2 separate regions of the Rattus norvegicus genome follow, and region 1 is linked to region 2. Evidence: chromatin contacts called from public Hi-C data. All regions are on one chromosome and are shown on one strand. Each heading gives the region's core, a stretch centred on a gene start, on an enhancer-like site or on the middle of the called end of the contact. The rest is flanking DNA. Distances are from core to core; before and after follow the strand shown. Region 1 overlaps Rnf128 (ring finger protein 128). Region 2 holds the start of Rnf128 (ring finger protein 128).

Region 1 (6,278 bases), core at 1,260-3,759, 38 kb before region 2:
CTATGATCCCTTCACTAGGTCAACAACCAGGACCCACAGGCCGGGCTATGGCTCAGATTTCTAAGCCTCAGTACTTTCTTATCACATAGATCAGGAGCTACTAAGACGTTGAGAAAAATGCAATATAAAGGGAAACAGAGCCAGTGACAGGAAGGCATATAATAGACCCAGAAATATATCTTTGTTATGGGTCTTTAAAGCATTGCTCATTGAGGTTTGAGCATCAAGTTCTATAGCCAAGGGGAGAAATGTACTCTTTGGGAAGTACTATTTCGCTAGCATGTTTATTTGATTAAGCATATATACACACTGAGATGAGGGAGGGTGATCTGGCTGCAACGTCTGTCAGTCTACTCATCACCAAGGTTGACTCAGCTAATTTGGCTGGCTAGGTCGGTGTCCCCTTTCAACCTTACCATTCATGTGTATCTCACCCAGAGCTTCATGCTTCGTTGAAGAGGACAACCTTCCCCTATAGAGGCAGAGCACTGTTTTTATCAAGGGTATATGACTAGCTGTACTCCCTGATAGACCTCCACATGCTCTCAAGCCTGCACTTTCTGATTTTTTTCATCCCTAAATGTTCAATTCAATATATTATTAATCCTTGAGTCTCCAATGATAATGTTTATATGTTTACTAGTAATGAATGCCACACATTTTTCCTTCATTGCAGATATGAATGTAATACAAATTAATCTGAGGTTTGGGCTCAAAGGCAAATGTGCCATGTATGCCATATGTGAGTCTATTCTCAAGGAAAAAGGGAGCTGGTATTAATACCAAGCTAAAAATAGGTGATAGGGGTAAAATGCGTGCGTGCACACACACACACACACACACACACACACACACACGCACGCACACACAGACACACACACACCACCCTCACATACAACCTAATTTTAAATGCCAAATTATTAAATAAGAAACTCGCCTCAGAGAAGGGGGATGCTAGAGGGGTAAGGTGGGAGTGGGTGGGGGTGGGAGAGTACCCTCTTAGAAGCAAAGGAGAACGGGAGGGGGTGGGGGGCTCGAGGAGGGGGAACTGGGAAGGGGAGACATTTGAAATATAAATACATAAAATAATTAATAAAAAAGAAACTTGATTATAGAAGATCTCTAAAGACCTACAACATTTAAAGATAATATGTAGGTTCAAATGGCATTTTGTAATTTATTTAACAAAAATGAATACTTTGTGTAGCTCTCAGACCTCACTAAAGACATTTCTTTGTGTAGTGGACAATGGTGAATGCAGAAACTCACAACTGATCAAAATGCAAAAAAATAAATGTCAGTGGAGTGCTCAGCCACAAATGGGACATCTGTATCACACCCATCAAAGCTCAGTGACCTCTCTCAAAGGATACTGTTCGAAGAGTATAAAAGCAAAAGGTCAGGGATGGCCAGCACAAAATGTCTTCTAGGCATGAGATAGCCACTGACGTCATGAACTCATAGCAACTGTGACTGACTGCGCAAGATCAAACTAGTCAACATTCCTGCATGGAGGAAGGCCTGAAAGAAAGCCCCCATGCCTAGTTCAATATTTATAGTTGATGGGGGAGGGAGAGTCAGTTTTTTTTTTTTTTTTGGTGTGGCTCCTCATAGATGACCCATGCTCTATTGCAGTGGTTCTCAACCTTCCTAATGCTGGGCCCAATAAGTAGTCCCTCATGTTATGGTGACCCCCAACCATAAAATTATTTTTGGTGCTACTTCAAAACCATAACTTTGCTACTGTTATGAATTAATGTAAATATGTTTTTCAATTTTCTTAAGCAATCTCAACTCACAGGTTGAGAATTGTTGCTCTAGTGGCTTTTATACCCATGATATGTATGTATGTATGTATGTGTGTGTGTATGTATGTATGTATATATTATGTATATACTGTAATATATACATTGTACTATATTGTATTATACATTATATATAGTATAGTATATACATTATACACACACAGCACAAACTGGAGTCAGTGGGCTGAAAAAAGAGACAGTAGGTAGGGATGCAGTTAAGGAGAGGCTTGTAGGATGAATATTGTTAAAATATGTTGTATGAAATTCCCAAAGAATTGATAAAAATAGGTTGAAAAGAGAACTCTAGGTTCTATAAGTGTGTTATTTCTTTACCTTTCTCCCTCTAAACTGCTAGTACCTTGAGGACTGGGGCTTAATTGTTTTTAAAAATTCTCATACTGGCTACTCACTGCTCTGAGAATATTTAATTTAAAAATATAAACACTTCCATGGTTTGTCAAATAAGACATTTCTCAATTTTACTTAGTAAAAGCCCCTTTTCCAGTACATCTGGGGAAAGTGATTTTTAAAAAAACAAAAAACAAAAAACATTTACTGGGCCCCAACTATGTATCAGGTTCATCCCTAAGCTTTTTACCTGTGTCATCACGTCTAAACATTAACTAACATGGGAAATAGGTATTTTAATATCCACGTTTTATAGTCAAGTGGGTTCTGAAGCTTGACTAAAGTCCAGGCAGGTGGCTAGGTGCAGAGCCAATCCAGTTCCATCCTGCTTGTATCTCTCCACAGCAGTACACTGCCTCCACTGTGTGCTAGGGAAGAAACCTTTAAAAGGCTTCGCCTTCCTTATGAAGAAGATAAAGGAAAAAAACAAAACAAAACCAGGGAGGTAACACTTAAAGTCAGCTATTACTCAGTCTTAAAATCGTCTCTAAATTGGCTATACATTGTGATTTGAGAAACATTTTAAATAGATATATTATACTAACAACTTCTCCTCCTCAGTGTTAAATCATATCTGGCTTAAGAATATTTGACCATCAAGTTGAGAACTGAAGTCTGTCTCTGTCTCTCTGTCTGTCTCTCTGTCTGTCTCTGTCTCTCTGTCTCTGTCTCTCTCTCTCTGTGTGTCTGTGTCTGTGTCTGTGTCTGTGTGTGTGTGTGTGTGTGTACACACGAGCACGCGTGCCAATTTTCTTAACAGAAGCTTAATGCCACTCCTCCAAGCAAACAAAAGCTTTGACAGTAGCAGCAATTGAAGCTATCAGCAACACAGTTTCAGGTTATTGTTGCTGTTTTTGATTCTAAGAATTTCCGAGGTGCCTGGGAGGAGGGAGCTGGAAATAAAGTTAGAGTAATTATCATTATTTATTATAATTTTCAATTTTAAAGTTGTGGTGAACACAAGCTGTCCTAGTAGTTCATCTGTATATTCATAGCACATTACGTAAAACATATGACAGCCTGCTGATTTACCTGCCTGGGATTGGCCACAGGGTATTTAACATTCAGTGTAACTGAACTATACACAAACAACTTAGAGAGTTACACTAATTACTTAATGGGGCTAAAGTACACACACAAAAAAAGGGGATAACACAAAGAAACTACATTTTTTTCTGTATATGAGTCATTGCCTTTTAGAAAACAAACACTTCATTAAAAGCTAAAAATAGGGGCTGGGGATTTAGCTCAGTGGTAGAGCGCTTACCTAGGAAGCCCAAGGCCCTGGGTTCGGTCCCCAGCTCCGAAAAAAAAAGAACCAAAAAAAAAAAAAAGCTAAAAATATAGGACATTGTCCAAGAATGAAGAAAAATCGTAAGCTTGGCTCTGAGTTTATAAAAACAATGTTTAAATTTGTTCGAAAATATAGAGGAAAGGGATTCTTTCCCCATGATACCTATCTGTGAGCCAATGCAGCGTCTGTACTATGTGGCAGTTTTGGTGTGAAAAATGAAAGACACTGAAAATGAAAGTTCAAAGAAAACCCATGGATTAATAAAGAGAGCTCCTACAATATGGATAAAAGAGTTCCTACAATATAAAAGTTTTCTTTAATTAAAAAATTAAGCACAAGGCCCTGGGTTCGGTCCCCAGCTCCGAAAAAAAGAACCAAAAAAAAAAAAATTAAGAAGCAACTTTTAAAAAGTGTTCCTTGGGTTGGGGATTTAGCTCAGTGGTAGAGCGCTTACCTACCAAGCGCAAGGCCCTGGGTTCGGTCCTCAGCTCCGGGGGGGGGGGGAGGGGGGGGAAGTGTTCCTTACGAGGAAGGAGAAACACATGATTAAAGGAGTTCTCATATATCTAAAAGCTCTGGAGACAGAGATAAAGAAGAATACAGATCATTACCACAAAGATGGCCACTATTAGCAATATATGGAAGGAAGAATTGTGAAGAAAGGAAAATTGGCCAATGGATATGTTATAACTAAGACTGTAGCCTTTTCCAACAAATAAAAGCAGCACCTTTAGAAATCGTGGTGTGACTGTAAATTTGCACGTCTAAATCAACTCTAGTCTCTAGCTAACATTTCCCCTTTCTCACAACCCTGGAAGCTGCTGTCTTGCTCACTGCTTCGATGAGATTAACTTTTTTACAAAGAGAAGAAAATTATGGAATTCTGCTATTCAAAGTCGTTTACTTGAAATCTGCTAGGAGAGCAGTTCTTAAAATGGATGTTCCTAAACACATGCGGTGTTAACTCTATGTGGTGAAGGACAGATTCAATAAATTGGCAATTGCAATCATTTCACAATGCACAGCATATCCAAATCACTACAGTGAACATTTGGGAGACAAGTTTATTTGCCAATTATGCAGCATTAAGTAGATAAAGAATTAGTGATAACATCTGGGTATTGTTATACCCAGATGTAGCCTCAACCAGTATGGAAAACTGAGATGGAAGGATTGCTAATATCAAAAGTTCATTACCACCTTAGGTCAATTGGTATGGTTTGAGACTTAAATGTTTTCTTTTTAAAATTTATTTATTTTAGGTGAGTACACTATTGCTTTCTTCAGTCAAGCACATCAGAATAGGGCATCAGATCCCATTACAGATGGTTGTGAGCCACCATGTGGTTGCTGGGATTTGAACTCGGGACCTCTGGAAGAGCAGTCAGTGCTCTTAACCACTGAGCCATCTCTCCAGCACAAGACTTAAAATGTTTCCAAAGAATGTTTCATTCTAAGGGTGTTGTTGCCAGCCTCTAGCACTACTATAAACTGACAGAACCTTTCAGAAGTGGGTCCAAAAAGTATTGATCCTTGAGGGGAATGTTGGGAGCACCACCTTTCCTGTCTTCTTTTGTCTTCATAAGCACAACAGGGCTAGTAATTACTCTATATAGCTACATGGTCTGCTATGATGCTTTCGTTTTTCTCAAGCACCTTGTCACACCGGCAAAATCAAACAAAATCAAACAAAAAACATACCAGCAACAGTAAAACCCAGCCTCAAAACAACCCCAGTAAAATTAGAGTACATGGATGTATTAAATTCTAAGATGCATTGGAGTCTCCTTTCAATCTGTGTGAAAGTCAGGAGACTATAAAGATAGGTCTCATTTAGACAAGTATTTGTTTAACTTACACCATGTAAGAGGCAAAATGCTCATGTAAAGGGCCCTGAATAATTCTCAAATTTAGGCAGTACATACATGTAACCACATGACCACATACACATACATGTGTGTATGTGTATACATACATATGTACATATCTAAATGTATATATAGACAGATGCTAGACTGAGACAAATAACAGTAATTTAGACCATAATTGGGAATATTCCAGATAATATTAATAATAGTTTATACTCAAAGACGATTGTTTTGAAGCAGGGTCTCACATTGTAGACCAGACTTGTCTTTAACCCACTGTGAAGCCAGGCTAGCCTCAGACATCAGTGACTCTCTTGCCTCATTCTCCCAAATGCTGAGATGACAAACATAAGCCAATGTACCAGGTCCAAGGATTAATTTTAAGATATTAATACCGCTATTCTTTCTTCATCTGACAACACTTTGTATTACTATTTCTAACACTAAACTGTACGGAGATGTGTGGAATACCTCTATCTAGGCAACTAATTTGAGTATCAAAGTCCCAGCCTCAAATGGTAGGGGTGGGAAGGGCTGGTAGCTAGGATCATCACGCTTGCAGCTGGCCATACTGTCTGAAAGGCACCACCCAGACAATAAAACCAGGTGTATATCATCTGGCTCAATTGTTGTGCAAAGCCATCTTGAAAAACTGGTATAACATGGTTCATTGCTCCAGCCATATCTAACAATACATCAACCACTGATATAAAGGACACTTTGAGGGCCACATTCCCAGAGTTGGCTAATGTCCAATCATGGTTCACTTGGGAACATTCAAAGTATAAGCAACTAGTTCCACTCTGTTACCTCTTGTATTACAGTCTATTCACATTGTCTTTGGTCAAAATTTTTACAACAAAACCACCAGGTTATACCTTAAAAAAGTGTATATAAATACTT
Region 2 (6,000 bases), core at 204-2,703:
TCAGGCCCTAAGATCACAAACCACAAAAAACAGGTTTCTGGAAGGGCAATGAAGGGAGTAAAATAGTCACCCTACCATGTCCACACATTTCTGAAGTACCTGCAAGACTTTTTTCGAAGTCTGGGCCTTTATTTTTATTTTTTTTTCAGTAACATTAATCACCTGCTTTGGAACTCAAGAAGCTAAATCAGGTTTGTCAAGAGGCAAACAAAAGCACTGATAACAAGAACTACTTGGGATCCAAGACCACTGGGCAGAGAACTCCTAAGCTAAAGTTTCCACAAAAATCACAATGAGGTTAACTGAGTACTGTAACATAATCTTGTACTTGATTCATAGGAAATGTGAAGAGAAACCCAGAGAGGAGAAAAATCCGTTTTTATACTGCAAAGCGATTCCCAGGCAATGTTCGCTCTCATAGTTTAAAAGCCAATGTCCACCCTCCCACACCCATAATCCTAGGAAAGCACCCTTGTGAAACATCAGGAAAAGAAGCAAAAGCCCCCCTACTGTACCAGCCTCTGTGACCCCCTCCCCCCCGTTGGTCTTACCCTTTTCCACCAGAGACAAATTAAATTCTGAAGAATTCTTTTGCACCCAACCCCCACACCTGGCGACTCTCCGGAGGACCCTGCTCTACTTAGTGGGGGCAAAAAGGGGCACCCGTCTTCTTTCCAAACAAGGGGATAGGGAAAGGCAAGCGGGGAGGGAAACCAGGGAAGCTGGTCACTGTAGAGGTTTGAAGAGCTGTAAATTAGTAGCTGCACTCACCCGGGTGAGACATGGGAATGACCTCATTGCGGGTCCCGGGGAAGTTAAAGATGACGGCTCCAGAAGCCCCTCTCTCATAAGCCAGATGGATCTTGTCCGCGAAGGTGCAGCCTCCGCCGCGTTGGATGAGGGCCAACCAAGATACTTGCACCGTGCTCCCCCAAACAGTGGGCACCGTGAAATTGGTGTGCGGGTTACAGGCGTTGAGCGCCCCGGGCCCGTCGGGCGGTACCAGGACCCCGGAGACGGGCTCCAGCGGCGAGTCCTGGCCGTACACGCCCTCCTCGCTCAGCTCCCACACCGTGCGGTTCACTCCGGGGTGCGGAACCCGCCAGGACACGTTGAGGTACGCGGTCCACACAGCTTCGGCTCCCCGGGAACCGGGCGCGTGCGGACTCAGAGCTAGAAGGAAGCACCAAGCCAGCAGCCGGGCAGCTCCGCAGCCGCCGCGGCAGTAGACCCCGATCCCGGGAGGCGGCCCCATGGCGTGCACTCGGCGCGAGACCCGGGCCAGGACTAGGTGCGAACCAGGTGGGGAGCAGGCGGCTAGCAGCCGGCGCGGGGCCAGAGAGGTCGCAGGCTGCCCTGCCGACCGGCACGCAGCGTCAGCGGCCAGGCTACTGCAGACGCAGCTCCGGCAAGCAAGCACTAGGGATGCTCGCTCGCGACTGCCGCGGCCTCGTCGGGCTCTGGGACGCTCGCGCGAAGCTCCGCCCAGCCGGCTGGGGGTAGAGGTGGCTGGGAGAGTGAGCCAGCGAGAGAGCGAACAGGAGAGGAAAGGACACTGCGGGATCCGCCTCTTAAAAGGGTCACAGGGTGGGAAAACCTTACTTAAGAGACTCTCTGGCCAGCCAGGTGTGTCCTGTCCTTTTTAGGAAGAATACTTGGCCAGAGAAGGTGGGGAATGCGCCAGTTTACAAGCTTTCAGTTCCTCGTCCGATTGGTTTAGGTTTTGAAAGGCACACATTCCCTCTCCTTTGCCTGAAGGGGAGTTTGGGCTTTGTGTCAGGAGACTGGGAAAGTACTTCTGAAAAGCTGCAGGTCCAAAGGGTGTGAGTTCTAAGTAGGTCCTTAGTGCTAGGGTTAGATGCTTCCTGTTCCCCCCCCCCCCCCCTCCGGGAAGGACAAGCAAAGCACGTCCTCATTACTCCCTTTATTTAATTAATTTCGTAGCGGCCCCAAACAGCACGTTTCTCTTCCCTGATCTCAGAGTGTGCTATACGTGTCAGAGTGTCTTTCCTACAATTACCCGAGGCTAGCACACTGCACCAGATGCCTCTTGCAAGCAATCTTGATAACCACAAAAGAATTAACAGCTCCATACACCTCAAAGCCAAGCCCCTCTTTTTTTCACCTTCCACAAATTAGGTTTGACCTAAGTGATATTCCAGCAAGATTCATGATCTTAATTACCTTTCTTCTCTTGAACCAACTAGAATTAGCCCGGCCCACCTGGACAATTCACACATGTCACTGTTAGTTATAGTTCAGCATACATTTCCGTCAATACTGTCAACGACCACATTTACTGGATTTTCAAAATTGTGCATGTAACTAAACTGAATTAATATACCAGGTGACAGCCAGTTCAGAATTTATTTATGATTTTGATTTTTTAGACAGGGTTTTCTTATGTAGTCCTGACCAGCCTGGAGCCAACTATGTAAATTAGTACCATATGCATACATTAGGGCAATCCTCTTGCTTAGTTGAGATTACAGTTAAAGACATGTGCTACCAGGCCCAACTTCTGAACAGTTTTTAACCTTTAGAATTTATTCCTCTGTGCCTTGATTTGTTTATAAATTGTAAAATGGGAATGATAACATTGAACGCCATGGAGTTGGTCAGACAGACGGTTAAAAGTTTTCCTATAAAACACTCAGGATCCTGCTTAGCTGAGTATGAAAATTATGTTAAATATTGTTACTCTACAAGTTCAGGGGCACAGGAGTCCTACAATATCAATGTTGTTACCTTGCAGTAATAACCAGAGACCATGCTGTTTATGAATTCGGTCTTAGCTACTTTTTTGGTTCAGGCTAATTTCCAGCACAACATTCCCAATCACTCTCTTCTCTAAATCCTTGGCCCAGCATTTACTTAATAGTATTTCCCAAGATTAAGCGTATGTTTATTCTATTCTTGATACTCTTAAGACCCCAGAAAAACCTAGAGGAAAATTAACACCATCTATCAAACACCAGCTAAAATACAAGTGGATATTCTGTGAAACATGAACCTTGAGTGTTAAAAGCAACTTTAGGAGCCACTTGGGGGTAGGTATGGGATCAGTGGAAGAATATCCAGCCCCCAATGTCAATGAATTTAACCTTTAAGATTTAAAATACTACCCCCTAAAAAAAGCCAGAGTAGTATCAGCCATGTAGTAGATTAGTATAATACCAGAAATCATCTGAGTTTGTTCATGGAGAACAATCAAAGCACAATTAAACAATATTAGTTGAATGAAAATCAACTGTATTGTTCTTTGAAGAGAATGTGATCAAAAGAAAGGGGGTATTTTATAAGATGTCTACCAAAATAAGTATAGAGAGATGTTTATTTCATTTCCTCCATTTATTATTTCTTACATATTTCCTCACATGTCCTGTATACCATGAACTAAATGTAAGTCAAATAAAATATCAACTATGCTTTCTAAAAGCTCAAGAATTCACTTCAAAGGATAAGAAGTGATCACTGCATTACTGACTAGTGTATGCATATGGTACTGTCTCTCCAAAGGAAGTTATACAGCACAGGCAGGTAGTGGACAACAGAGAAGAGTTCCCTGTGCTGAGCTAAAGAGGATTAGTCTTTATAGGCAAAGAGCAACATAAGAGAAGACATGGGGACCTGACCTAGAAGTTCAAGAAACCTGTAATCATAGCAGGCCTTCTAAGTGCAAAATGGTTGAAACTTGAAGTCTGAAAGGAAGGTAATACAGAGAAGATTAGGGGTCTGAGAATGAAGTGCAGTAATAGAAAACTTGACCAACACATGTGAGGTTCTGGGTCCATCCCCAACACGACAAAATAAGTAATAAAAATAAAAGATTAAATACAAGTGTCATATAAAGGCCAGACCTTCAGAGTTTCTGGGAGGGAAGCTAGTTAGTATCTGGACCTTATCCAAAACTGTAATATAATCAGGATTTAAACAGAGAGTAATATCAGATCTGCAATTTAGAAATCACTTTGGCTTTTCCGTGGATAATAGATTGGAAGGAACAAGAGTAGTATTGGGGATCTGAGGAAGATTTTTGGCAATACTCCAAGTGATAAGTGAAGGTAATCTGGACTAGATAGGCAGTAGATTTGAGCAGATGTGGGCAGGATGGGGATTCATGGTGAAGGCCAAATCAACAGCACTTATTTTGGGGGCTGCTATAGAGGGAGGATTGGAATTGAGTCTAAAGACTGGATTCATTCAGGCAGGGAGTACAGGAAGAGGCCTAAAAATGTGTACAATTGATAAGCAAAAAAGAGATAAGTTCACTTTAGACATGTTGATTTGAGCTGTGCGTACTAGAACTAGGTAGAAGTGTGTAGTAGGTCATTGGCTTTTCCTATTATTGGACACTTTTTAATGTAAGTTACTGAAGAGGCAGAGGCATATAAAGAACATTCTTGTTCTCAATTAAGTCAAGGTTTAGCAGGAGAGTCAGAGAAATAGGCAGGTAATAAGCATATATAATAATGAGCAGTATGATTTAGTAAAGCATAGGTATTACCTAAGCAAAGAGGGTAAAGATGATATTCAGGCACAAGTGATGGCATATGAGAATAGCAGAGAACAAGCAGGAAAGTAACATTTAGGAGTTAGTTATGGCTAGGATATGTGCCAACAAGGACGGGGCAGTGAAAATGAAACTAGTTAAGTAGATGGAATGTTAAGAGTTTAAAACATGCAGAATCATACATATATCACATATAAGTACACACATAAAGCACATTTGACAACATGATTAAGGATTGTTACATCTAGATGGTGGGCATAGAGATATTAAATTGATTTTTTTAAACTTTTCTGTATATTTTATATTTTGTAATTAGTGGGTTTAGGTTGCGAATTTTAGATTGTCTTTTCATATGTATGTTTATTTTGCCTGAATGTATAGTATGTATTATGTGAGTGCATGGTACTTATGGAGGTCAGAAGATGGCATTGGATCCTCTGGAACCAGGGTTACAGGCAGTTGTAAGCTGCCACAAGAGCACTGGAACTTGAACCCACCTCCTTTGGAAGAGCTCTTAACCACTGAACCATTTTTTCTATTCTCTAAGTCGTGGATTTATATTGAAGCTAGTGGAACAGATGAATAATACAACAAATCTCGGTTTTAAAAAATATCCAGATTGTCTTGAAAGCAAGACTGGTGAAACAGAGACTGGTGAGGAAGCTAACATCATCAGATCTCTTTTGTCGGTCTATCCCAATTATGAAATGGAGACATTAGGCTACCATAGCTTGATGACGTGAACCATTAAGCATCCCCTTGCTCTGAGTCCCTCCTCACCAAGCAACCTTCTTATTATCATTTAGCTTCTCATGTAAATGTGCCTACAGGGAGATAATGTACTCATCAGCAAACAGTAGTATCAGGTCCATTTGGAGGTTATACTTCTCATTATAAATTAATCAATTGGCATTCTGGCTTACATATTGGTCTCCTGTGAATTTGGTTAACTCTGAGTCAGTCCCCAGGAGGCCATCGTCTAGTTACACTACCAGTTAAATTTCAAAGCTTTCAAACCCCAGACTCAGATTGTCTATCCTGATTGCATCAACTGTCTTTCCATGATGAGTAACTCGATGGCTGTCCCTACCTTATCCCCACGTCTTACTGCAGAATATTTTCACACTACAAGAGCTGCCCACTAGTAAGAGTTAAATCTGCTGTTGATCAGGCACATCACCATTGTCAGGGAGTTGACTAGAAATGCTAGCACCCACTTCTGCTTGAGAACTTCAAGTACCAGATCTCACTCCTTCACAAAGCATCACACCCTGAGTAAGACTTTCCCTGTTGGAAAGTTCCTGTTAATGTAATTCAATTCTTTCCCTCCCACTTCCCCACTCTTCTTCTGATTCTGGACCTTCAGAATCCTTGGCCATATCCCTATTCAACTAGGGTCTTCGCTCTCAGGAATGGCCCTGAACCAGATCTCACCTGATTCCTGACAACTGAGTTGATGAATCCTAAGACTATTGTCTCAGAGTGCT

Evidence for each region. A called contact is a pair of places that touch in the nucleus more often than the background predicts.
Region 1: a Hi-C map of kidney shows a contact between it and region 2, with 2.4 times the contacts expected there. The contact joins the enhancer-like site here to the promoter of Rnf128 in region 2. A contact is called at or near these places in 2 of 12 Hi-C or Micro-C datasets (kidney and liver).

What each region holds. Positions count from the first base shown.
Region 1 is chrX:108,062,447-108,068,724 of GRCr8, reverse strand. The region is part of intron 2 of Rnf128 (ring finger protein 128); the gene reads right to left. Among named protein-coding and RNA genes, the nearest start is that of Rnf128, 37 kb to the right of the region's middle. Within about 2 kb of position 2,509, at least 1 of the 93 cell types and tissues checked has an H3K27ac peak or open chromatin away from gene starts, as enhancers often do. A contact at or near this core is called in kidney, where this site is marked.
Region 2 is chrX:108,023,841-108,029,840 of GRCr8, reverse strand. It overlaps Rnf128 (ring finger protein 128), which reads right to left and starts at 1,453. Exons shown (of 7, transcript NM_001173349.1): 1 at 772-1,453. The coding sequence starts at 1,255.